Linked DNA regions of Columba livia: region 2 is linked to region 1. Evidence: chromatin contacts called from public Hi-C data. All regions are on one chromosome and are shown on one strand. Each heading gives the region's core, a stretch centred on a gene start, on an enhancer-like site or on the middle of the called end of the contact. The rest is flanking DNA. Distances are from core to core; before and after follow the strand shown.

The links. A called contact is a pair of places that touch in the nucleus more often than the background predicts.
Region 2: a contact with region 1 is called in a Hi-C map of liver, with 3 times the contacts expected there. The contact joins the promoter of PIERCE1 here to the enhancer-like site in region 1. A contact is called at or near these places in 2 of 2 Hi-C or Micro-C datasets (crop and liver).

The regions. Positions count from the first base shown.
Region 1 is chr19:2,832,838-2,835,720 of bColLiv1.pat.W.v2, reverse strand. No RefSeq gene overlaps it. Among named protein-coding and RNA genes, the nearest start is that of EGFL7, 18 kb to the left of the region's middle. Within about 2 kb of position 1,485, at least 1 of the 3 cell types and tissues checked has an H3K27ac peak away from gene starts, as active enhancers do.
Region 2 is chr19:2,901,843-2,904,725 of bColLiv1.pat.W.v2, reverse strand. It overlaps PIERCE1 (piercer of microtubule wall 1), which reads right to left and starts at 1,438. Exons shown (of 3, transcript XM_065035649.1): 1 at 1,226-1,438; 2 at 1,061-1,139; 3 at 311-816. The coding sequence starts at 1,338. The coding sequence ends at 634. It overlaps MRPS2 (mitochondrial ribosomal protein S2), which reads left to right and starts at 1,412. Exons shown (of 4, transcript XM_065035647.1): 1 at 1,412-1,586; 2 at 1,662-1,718; 3 at 1,929-2,058; 4 at 2,273-2,883. The coding sequence starts at 1,559. The coding sequence ends at 2,816.

The sequences.
Region 1 (2,883 bases), core at 236-2,735:
AGGACGAGGGGGCAGAGGTTGCAGCCCAAGCTGTGCATGGGGAGGCACAACGTGACAGCCGAGAGCCACCCACCCATCACGCTGGGCCAGCTGTGTCCCCAGGGACACACAGAAGCTGAGACACAGAGCTGGGACACACAGGTTGATCAGAGGAGACGCCAAGCGGTTCACTGGGGCCCGATCCCTCTGCCTCCTTCTGCCCTCCTCCGGTGGCCATGGGAGGTTTTCCTTGGATCATTCTCATCGGCGGTGCCGGCTAAAACCTGCTTGTTCACGTGGAGCCAGACCTTTAATGAAGCCCCCAGCGTGGCAGGGATAATTATCTTGTGCTCCAGGAACTGCCCTCATTATTTGTTATTAATACGGGCTGGGGTGTTCCCAGCCCAAAGAATTACCATAAGTAATCCCTGCCCCGATCCTGCCAGAGGCTCTGCGGGAGTTGTACAAAAGGGTTTGCAGCGTCTGGGACTAAATATAGCCCCATGATGTGATGAGGAGGAGGAGGAGGAAGCAAGACCAAGAGTTGTGAAAATAAGAGACACGTGCCTTTCCTGGGGCGGAGGAGAGTTGCCTGTCTGTGCTGCTTGTGCTTGCGCTGCTCTCCCAGCACGCTTAGGAAGGAAAAGCACACCTCACCGTGGCTGCTCGCACATTTATTACCCTGTTTGCATCAAAGATTTCCCTACAGAAGAGCACCCATCTCAGATCTCGATGCCATTCCACAAGGGGAAACTGAGGCTTTCCTGCAGGAAAACCCTGAAGTGAGGGAACACGGGGGATGGCGAAAGGGGAAAGCTGCTGGGAGTTGGTTTTTCCTCCTTCACCCAGAGGGACAAAAGAATTTGGAAATGGGGTGTGATTTTGTGCAGAAAAAATCAGTGTTTCCCATTGCCTCTCCGGACGGTGCTGGCAAGGACGTGGCTGCTCAGCCCCTGTCCCCACCTCGGGGTCGCACATTGAAACATCTGGGCTGCAAAAGGCAGTGGGGAGGGTGCTGGGGGTCCAGATGGGGTTTTTTTTATATTATTTTAAACTTCAGAAGCACGTTTCAGGAAACCTCAGAGGAGAAAATATATGAAGCGAGGAGGAGCAGCATCTCCAGGCGACAGGAAGGTGGAGTGGGAGAGCTGCGCTAGTGGAATGGTTTAAGAACAGAGGTTTCTTTGGGTTTACAACTACGAAATTCAAAGTTTGAAAATTATTAAAGCTGCTTACGTGTCTCAAATTGAGGCAGCATCTTCACAGGGGAAGGAGGATTCGTGCAATAAAAACATTGAAACACTTTGCACTAGGGCTTGCCAATGAAAGGTTTAATTCTGGAGCCGCTAAGTGTTTTGTTTCATCATTTTCAGGTATGAAACGTGCTTTTGGGAAGCAGCATTTTCACTGATAAATTGATCCCAGCCTAAAAAGAAAAAGGCTTCGAAGTATATTAAATGGCCCTCATGAAAGAAAGGAAGGAAGGTTTTAATTTCACATGGAAAACAACATTTGCAGAATGAACTAGAAAAGGAAACATGGCTCTCTCTTTGGGGCTGAGCCTGTCTGGCTTTGTTCTTGTAGTTTTTAGTTCAGATGCAGAGTAGAAACATCTATTTTCCCCCCATTTCTCCCCCCTGAACCCTCAAGCACAGCCCTGCTGCCAGCATGGCCACAGGACCTCACAGCCCAGAGATGCCCATTGGAGTCAGGTGTAATTAATTCACTTTGGGTGCTGCTCGTTAAGAGCCTCCCACCAAGCCCATCTCTCAGCTGCAGCTGAGGTTATTGCTCTTCCAGGCTCAGCCATGTGTTTCTGTTTATTTGCTCAGTGTGCCAGCAGAGCCCCAACGTCCAGATACATTATGTTTGCATATAAGCTGCAAATTCGAGTTTGATTTGGTGGGTTGGAGCCTGGGGGCCTCTTGGCTGCCTTTGAAATAGCTGCTGGGTCTGAAGGGTCTCTAAAGTGTGGGGCTGTGTGGTCTGGGAGAGGTGCTGGAGGTGGTGTGTGGGGAGAAGAAAAGAGGAAAAGGAGGGAAAGTGCGGGGAAAAGGTGAGGAGAAAAGGAAAGGAGGGGAAAGGTGTGGGGATAATAAAGGAGAAAATCCAGTTGGAGAGGGACCGGCAGAGCCAGCATCCTCAGGGCTGTCCCCAGCACGGTGTGCTGCGTAGCCTGTCTCATGGTGGGGACACGGGGTGCTGCCCAGCCTGCGGTGACACAGCCAGTGCTTGGGTCACAGCACACACAGCCAGACCCCATCGTCCCACAGCCTGTACCGAGGGATGGACACGAAGCTCAGCATCCCCAGCCCGACCATGAAACTCCCTCCCTCAAGACAGCAGAGGCTGAGCAGGCTCTGGCCACCCGAGCAAGGCTGCCACCTCCTTTTCTCGTCCTCCAATGCAATGTGACCGTGGCTTTCGCAGAGCCCAGCAGCCCTGTCCCCCGCTCTCCCCCCGGCCCCACAGGACCGCCATCCCCCCGCATCCCCCAGCGCTCCCGTCTGAAACACCCAGCGGGAGGCTGGGAACGTTTGGCTGCTCTCCCAAGGAGATTTCTTCCTTCATAAAACACCAGGCAGGCGGGGGCTTTTCACATGCGGTGGGCACGGCTGAATCCCTTTTCTCAGCAGCCAGTGGGAAGAAAATGGAGGGGGGACAAGAGATGGGCCAGTCCGTGCCCCCTCCTGCAGCCAGCGAGACAGCCGGTGCCTTTGTTGAGTGTTTCAGAAGTGGAGGCAGAAAGAGAGTGTTACAGAGGAGCTGAAGATATAATGATGGTCCTGAATGTGGTGAAGGAGCAGTGTGGGGTGGGAAGGCTTCGGGCCACCGAGGCTGGGGACAGGAGAGATTTGGTGGCCATGGCTGGTGGCTCTGAGCAGGGTGGGTGGTGGGATGGGG
Region 2 (2,883 bases), core at 189-2,688, 69 kb before region 1:
AGGTATTGCCTAGAGCCTAATAGAAGAATAGCAGTGAATGATAGCGAGTTGCTTGTTTCTTTTCATGTGTTAAATATTTAAAAAGTTAACTTTTCAGGGCCATTTCTGCTTAGCAAACAGATAGTAGTACACTCATTTTTAATATCTATTATTAGTATGTTTTACATTTAAGGCAGGACCATTCCTCATCCATAAATAGACCAGTTTTTAAGCAAAACGTGCTGAGGTTTTCCCTTTAGCGCAGACACTAAGTGATGCAGATTCACTGGCTGTGTAACTACAGTTGTTACAATAAAACTTCAGAAAACGCTCTTATCAGTTGTCTTTATTTGAGTAATTTCTTAAAACATTGTCGTTTTGAGAGGTAAGAAAGACAAACATGTTTTCTGTAAGAAATCCAAAGGCTTGATGAACACCTCTGGAAAACATGCAGTTTGGTTATTCATTTAATAGTACAGAAACCATTTAAAATCTTAACTTCTAATGATACGTCCTGCTTTTAGATGAGGCTCAGCACCAGATTTAGGGTAAGGTCACTGATACTGTTTGCTTGGTGGTGTTTTATTTGTGTTCTGTTATTTTTTTGACCCAGGCAGCCAGCAGTAAACCGAAGCGGCTCCGCGCGGTGCGGATCTAACAGTGCGACGGGCCGCTGGGGTTGTAGCTGGGGTGGAAGTCGCAGTCGTGGGCGGTGATGAAGTTGCCCGGGCCGGTGACGTGGCTCTTCTCCAGGGCGGTGTTGAGCCCGTTATCTTTGTACATGCCAAACTGCGACAGAGACTTGGAAAACACGTGCGAGGTGCCGTGGAACGAGGTCTGTGAGAGCGAGAAAAGGGGAGGAAGGTGGTTTAAAGGCCAGCACCAGTAGCAGAAGTTTGGATGCAATGACGGGGGCACTTCATCTGCTTTGGGGAGCTCATCGCCTGGGGATGGGGTTAGACTCGATCATCTCCAGGAGTCCCTTCCAACCCCAACCATTCCGCGATTCTGTGGATGTTGCAGAAGCCACATCCCCGAAGCCTCCGGGGGCGCTTCCATCAACCCGCACCCCCCAACCTACCGGCACGTCGTGCACCGTGGGGGCTTTGCTGCCGTAGGCCTGGCTGGTGGTCCGGTACCGGGGGTGCGGCTCCGGCTGCCTGCGGGGAGAGAGCACCGGAGGGAGCGGGGCTGCCGGGGGCGCTCGGCGGGGCCGCGCTCGGCCGGGACCGGGGGCCGCGCTCACCCGTAGCCGCGGAAGCAGCCGGGCTGCTGGAAGCGGCCGGGCAGGCCGGGGCTGGTGCGGTACCAGTCGCTGGTGCGGGGGCCGGGGCCTCCCGCGGCCGCCGGGCCCGACATGGGAACGGGAACGGGCCAAGCGCCGCGCGTTGCCGGGTGACGGGACGCGGCGAGCGGGCGGCGATCGCTCCGCGCAGCTGCCCCGCCCCGGGGGAGGGCGGACGGGCCGGCCCCGGACCGGCAGGAAGCGGAAAGTGCCGCCTTGACCTTCCTCCTCCTTCTGTCTCTCCTCCTCCTCCTCCTTCTGTTCCTCCAGCCCTGCGGCCGCCGGGCACGGAGCATGGCGGTGCGGCGGCTCCTGCGGGCAGGTGAGCGGGTCGTGCCCCGCACAGCCCAGCCCGCCAGGCCCGGTCCGTGTGACCCCCGTGTTTCTCTCCCCGCAGCAGCCCCGCGGCTCTACAGCACCGTCCCGGCCCCGGCGGCAGCGGCCCGGCCCCGCGGTGAGTGCTCCTGCCCCGGGAAACGGGGGGACCCCCGAACCGGAGACCTGCACCCCGGCACCCGGGGCCAGGCGCTGAGCAATGTCCTTGCTGCTGTCACCATGCCCTTGTACTCAAGTGACCCTTTCTCCAGTCACATCTCATCCCCTGCAGACACAACAAGGGGGAGCAGCAATTTATGGATTGATTTGTTTTTTGCCCTGCTCTCAGCTGTGGATGACAAGCTGCTGACCGAGCCTCTCAGCCACCCCGACTTCTTCAACGTGAAGGAGCTCTTCTCCCTGAAAGATCTCTTTGATGCTCGCGTGCACCTGGGGCACAAAAAGGGATGTCGGCATAGGTGAGTGATACCATTTTGTGACCCAGTGCTTGTTGACATCAGGAGTGTTTCCCCAGAACCGTGTAAGTTCCTGGGGGCTGCACTAAATTGGTCTGGGGCTGGAATTGCCCACACAGACCCACATTTCCCCCTGGGCACAGTTATTACCCTGCACAAGTGCCTTTAGCACCACGTCCCTGCGTCCCCTTGTGTCGCCCTCCCGCTGTCCCCACAGGTTCATGGAGCCCTACATCTTTGGCTGCCGCCTGGATCAGGACATCATCGACCTGGATCAAACAATGCAGCATCTCCAGCTGGCCCTCAACTTCACCGCCCACGTCGCCTACCGCAAGGGCATCATCCTCTTCATCAGCCGCAAGCGCCAGTTCTGCCACCTGGTCGAGACCACAGCGCGGGAGTGCGGGGAGTACGCCCACACCCGCTACTGGCAGGGCGGCCTGCTCACCAATGCACACATCCAGTTCGGCTCCGGCGTCCGCCTGCCTGACCTCATCATCTTCCTCAGCAGCCTCAACAACGTCTTCGAGCCCCACGTGGCCATCCGGGATGCTGCCAAGATGAACATCCCCACGGTGGGGGTGGTGGACACGAACTGCAACCCCTGCTTGATCACCTACCCCATCCCTGGGAACGACGACAGCCCCAGTGCCATGGAGCTCTACTGCAAGCTCTTCAGGATGACCATCATCCGCGCCAAGGACCAGAGGAAGCAGAACGAGGTCTTTGATGAGCTGCGGAGCAAAGCAGAGGGCAGTTAGGGCCCTGGGGACAGGCCGTGCTGCAGGACTGGCCCAGCACCCGCAGCACCTGCTTTGGGCAGAGCTG